2 separate regions of the Sus scrofa genome follow, and region 2 is linked to region 1. The links are chromatin contacts, called in public Hi-C maps. All regions are on one chromosome and are shown on one strand. The core of a region is the stretch at or near the end of the contact, and the rest is flanking DNA. Distances in the headings are between cores, read along the strand shown.

The links. Hi-C and Micro-C count contacts between places; a contact is called where the count stands out from the background.
Region 2: a contact with region 1 is called in a Hi-C map of epiblast stem cells, with 1.6 times the contacts expected there. A contact is called at or near these places in 6 of 47 Hi-C or Micro-C datasets (epiblast stem cells, fetal heart ventricle, liver and 2 more) and 2 of 2 datasets of targeted methods (alveolar macrophages and skeletal muscle).

The regions. Positions count from the first base shown.
Region 1 is chr3:29,158,623-29,161,322 of Sscrofa11.1, forward strand. It overlaps MKL2 (MKL/myocardin-like protein 2), which reads right to left. Exons shown (of 18, transcript XM_021086567.1): 2 at 400-464. Among named protein-coding and RNA genes, the nearest start is that of MKL2, 80 kb to the right of the region's middle.
Region 2 is chr3:29,238,680-29,241,379 of Sscrofa11.1, forward strand. It overlaps MKL2 (MKL/myocardin-like protein 2), which reads right to left and starts at 1,446. Exons shown (of 18, transcript XM_021086567.1): 1 at 1,034-1,446.

The DNA.
Region 1 (2,700 bases), core at 134-2,633:
GGAAATGAAGTGTTAACAATCTCACCCAAAGTAGCCTAAAATCCCTTCAACTCCCTACTTTAAAAACAAAATTTTCACTGAATGGTGCAAGCCTACATAACCACCCAACAGCTTGTGGTTTTTCACCTGTGGTATCTGCTGCTCAGCACCATGCTTTAAAACAATGAAATAAGGGGAGTTTAAAGATTAGCATCAAAAATGTAAGGAAGTCAAATAACTGTGTTCAAATAACCCACATTCCTAGCTTAAAAACCCTTAAAAACCCCAGGTTCTATGAACTTAAACACTCCAAAAACAATCTCCCTCTTACATCCTAAAAAAGCAGGCTAGGAAGAGGTTTTTGTTTTTTGTTTTTTTTTGAGACATTTTCTGTAAAGAATTAAATCATATAAAACTTACCTCAGTAAAAATATTTAATTTATTTGCTGTCTTACATTCTCTGGCTTAGCACCTTTACTGTGAACCTGGGAGGGAAAAAAAAGTTACAATTACTTTTTACTGAACATTTCCTACATGCCAGGCTGAGTAATCAGAGAAGCCTCGTGGAGAATATGAAGCCTAAGAACAATCAAAAAGAATAAAATAGAAGTCATTAAAATGGGACGACTGGAAAGGAAAACGGGCAGTTGCATGTGTAATTACTTAACTTTTCCTAAATTGTCTGAGCACCTACACATGACTATTCCACACTGCAGCAGATGAAAAACTAGGCTGCTAGACTCAGAACATCTGCATGAGTCCCAGCAATACCACGTCCTAACTTGTCTGATCCTGAGCAAATCCCTACATCTGTGTGCATCACAGCAGGATCCAAGTCACAGGATGGCTGAGCATTATGTGAGATAATCCACAACGGGGGACTTTAAACCAGTTCCTGGAACATAATAAATGTTTGACGAATGTCAAGATTTCATTTATTACTAACATGCTCTTACACAAGAAATCCATTTGGCTCTCACCACCACCACCCTCATCCCCACCATGACTACTGCATAATCCTTATCTTCCAGGGGCTTACAACGTGCTAGGTGACTGAAGAATTATCCAGACTTAGAAGGCAAAAGAAAGATCAAAGTCAATTATTCATTTGTGTATTTGAAACTATCTGAGTGTCTATTCTTTGCCAGGTAGTTTGCACTCTTTGGTGGACATGACCAACAGTTTCCCTCCTCACAGTGTGGAGTCTATCGGGGTCCAAGCTACAGGACAGACAAGCGACAGAGGAGACGGATACTGTTTCCACCTGGGCGCGGGGCAGTGCGTATCTGAACTGGCATAATTAGGGAGCAGAATATTCTGGGTGGAAGGGATGGTGTTACAGGAAATACACGGCCTCTGGGGGATGCTGAGTAGCTCCATGGTCGGAGTGCCCCCCACAGGGCCGTGAGCAGTGTAGAAAGTAAGGCAGGAGGGGCCTCGAACAGGTAACACTGTTCTGTCTTCTCAAGTGCATTGATTATCCTGCTCCGGGTGAATCACGGCTTACTCTTCTTAACATCAACTCTGATATTGTTTACTATTTTTCTTCATGGTTTCTTTTTCTTCTCCTTTAAAGGTAGGAGGGGAAAGAAAAAGAGAACAGCAACCTCAATCCATGTGGGTGCTGTGAGTGATGGCGGTAGAAACAGCACTAAGTGATGACTTTCACATTCTAATTCTCCCAACATTCTTACAAAGCCAGGATGTTCTGTTTTGTTTTTGTTTGTTTTTACTGGTTGTAAAATGTACATTTTAAAAGAAATGGGCAAAACCTATATGAGAAAAACTTGAAAATGCTCCAGAAGGATTCAGGAATAAAACCAAAGGAAAAAATACACAATGTCCTGGGATAGGCAATTCAATATCAGAAGGATATCAATTCTCCCTATGTTAGTTTATAAATTTAACATGATCTCAATGTAAGTGTTTTTTTCTGGAACTGACAAATGATTCTAAAGTTCACATGGAAAAATAAACAAGCAAGAATTGCCAGGAAAATGAAGGGCAACAGGAGAAACTAGTTTTACAAGGCATTAAGACATTTTATAAAACCAATAATGTGTACTTGTGCAGGAATAGAGAGACTTAATGGAACAGAACAAAGTCCAGAGATGCACCCCAACACACCTAGAGACTCAGAATATAACAAAGGTATACTTTATTCTGAAACAAGTGAGTAAAGATAACTGGTAGCCAAATGAAAAAAGTTAAATTTATATATCATCCCTGAACACTGAAATAAATTCTAAATGGATCAAAGATTTCAGTGTAAAAATGAAAACATAAAAGTACTAAAAGAGAAGTTCCTGTCATAGCTCAGCGGAAACGAATCCAACTAGGAAGCATGAGGTTTCGGGTTCAATCCCTGGCCTTGCTCAGTGGGTTAAGGATTCGGCGTTGCCGTGAGCTGTGGTGTAAGCCAGCAACTACAGCTCTTATTAGACCCCTAGCCTGGGAACCTCCATATGCCATGCGGGCAGCCCTACGATACAAAAAAAAAAAAAAAAAAAAAAAAAGGGCAAATTCCTAATTCTTGAAGGCTTTTCTGTGACTCAAAATCCCCGTAAAATATTAACTAATTAAAACTTAAAGATAAAACTTTAAAGCCTTCTCTACGCCAAAATACATGACAGTAAATTAAAAAAAAAAAACAACAAATGACAAACTTGAGGAAACTGCAACTCACATCACAAAGGGCTAATCTCTCTAATTTATAAATTC
Region 2 (2,700 bases), core at 196-2,695, 80 kb after region 1:
CCCATAAGTCAATGTCAACACTCAGTGAGCTGATGACTCAGAAGGAATGCCCATGCTCTCCCTGGACACAAACTCTCCCCAAGGCTACCAAGACCTACTGCCTTATGACGGTCCTCAAGACAGCCAAGCGACCCAGCGCCACTCATGGAAACCCAAAAACACACCTCCTGCAGAGAGACATCAGTCCTTTCGTTACTGAGTGGGCAGCTCAGGGATTCTTAGCCATTGCTGATTCTTTGTTCATCCAGCCAGGTTGGTCTCACTCTTAGGCTCGCACATGGCACTCTGAACGTGGCTCTATAGAACTCACCAACATTGGTAACAATATCTACATTTAGGTGATTATTTGATAAAGATCTATTTTCCCCCCAGAGCCCAGACTTCTTAAGCGCAAGGATAGATCTCTTTGGCTCACTACCGTGTCTAGGCATTCTATCCATGTCTAACATGGAGCGCATGCCTCACACATACTTTTTGAATGGAAGAAGGGATAAATGAATGGTGCTCAGGTGTCTGCTGGGAAGACACCTCCCAGCCAGCCTGACTCAGCTGCAAGAGAGCAAAGAGGCTGCATTTTTTTTTTCCCAATGTAAATCCGACCTTATCATCACCTGACTGCCTTGTCATCTTCATCAAGGCGTCTCCTGTGCCTAGAATAGTATCTGGCACAGAGAGGAGGCTCCACAGATATTGGGAGAATACACACATGAATGGACACTTCCCGGAGAAGCTCGGTTACCGTCTTAGGATAAATTCCTGGAAAGGGGATATGGGGGGAAGGTACAATATGCGAACATCCTGATCCAGAACCCAGGGTCCCCCTTTGGACCCAGTGGGTCTGGTTCCAGGAGTTGCTAAACCAACAGGTCAGCATGGGGTCAGCTTGGATTGCAAACGAAATGAGTTTTCTTGAGACTGTGCTCCTTGGGACTGTTGGGCACCACGCTCCGGGGTTATGTACTTGAAGTTATGGCTCCTGGTTGTCATCACACACTCTGAAGAAAATAACCCCAACCCAGGAATGGTACTGTACCTTAGAGAGAGCCGGGCCTCAGTCTCCGCTATTGGGTCAGGAGGATACAGAGAGGGATTTTTCTTCCGCAGTATCACATCTTCCTTCCTGAGGGCTATCTGAATCCAAATGCGTCTCTTTGTATCTGAGTTTAACTCACCAACGGCTCGACTATTTGGTTTTGGTCCCCGCTTTGAGGGCAAGAGAGAGGTCCGAGACCTGTTCTCCAGTCGCCAATCCAAAAGCAAACATCAAAAAAACACCTCTGAACCGTTATGAACAACCGCCGTAAATCCAAACTTCCAGGCACGCCTGGGTCTCCAGCGCCCCCCAGCCCAGCAAGCAAAAATGGCTCACCTTTGAACTACAGAATCCCTTCCAGAACCAGGAGGAAAGGGAAAGGGATTTACGGTTGTCTCAGAGTTGTAGGCTCTGGCTTGCCCCCAGGATGAGTTCATTATTTATTCTTAGAGACTGGACTCAAATTAAACAAACAGTGCCTATAAATAGAACGGGATACGCTCAGCTCAGTGTCACTGAAAGGTCCTTTTCACAGGGACAGACGCGCTTAAATGGGTGTTCTCGAGTTACCCTGCTGGTACTACGCGGGGAAGGGTTGCCCTCTTTCTTTGTCAGTGTGGTCCGGGGGTGCGGGGGAAGCAGATGAGTCAGATGTTGGGATTCGGCCCGATTCTGTCTTCTTCATCGCTTTTTCTCAACGCTCCTTCACATCATAACCCAGGAGAAGTTGCAGAGGAAGGATGGGGCTCTATAAGCACCCTGGCTGGGAGCTTGGCAGTTCCCTCGGGGAATGGGTCCTGGTTCAGGCTGTATTTGACAGAGTGTTCTGCTCTTTGAGACGACACACTCCCTGAGGAAAGGGACCGAGTGCCGGGATCTCTTCTTGGTTTCCCCCGTTTTGCCGAGCACAGGGATGCCTAGGGTCTCAGACCCCGAGCCATGACTTCAGAGGACCCTCTCTCTGCATGGATGGCTTTATGATGGGGATCATGTGTTCCAGGGTTGGTGGGGCTTTGCACTGAAGTGCACTGGTGGTGGTGGTGGTGGTGGTGGGGTTGATGCTTGAAAGGTGGACCAGTGGGGATGGAAAGATCTGGAATAACTGTGAATAAACATCAAGCAATGAGACAAAGTCAAATCACCATAGTAGCAATAAGCACCACCATGGATTCGGCACTTGGCCAGATCATTCCAGACACTATTCTAAGTGCTTTGTAAAAATTCATTTAATCTCTCTACAATCCCTACAAGGTAGGGACCATTAGTATCTCTGTTCTATGGATGAAGAAACGGAGGTACCAAGAGATTACAGATCTTTGCTGCAGGTCACACAGCTGGTAAGACGGGATTGGAAGTCAGGCACTTGAGCTCCAGAGCCTGGTCTCCTGCGGTAGAAACTGAGTACTTGGAGTATGTGTAGCTATTGGTAATACGGCCTGGTGCCAAGCCCATAACTCCCCGCCAACATGAGACCTAGGTCAGGTCAAATCACAATGAATCTCAGGACTTCCGCTGGGAAGGCTAGGATGAAGATGCCTTGCATTTTCCTCTGGAGACAGGCAGCCTCGAGAAGGGCCACAGCCATCCTACTCTTCCAGGGAAGCCTGGCTGAGAATGAAGACAGCACTGAGCAAAAGCAGAGCTGAAGAACAGATCCTGCTGACGTC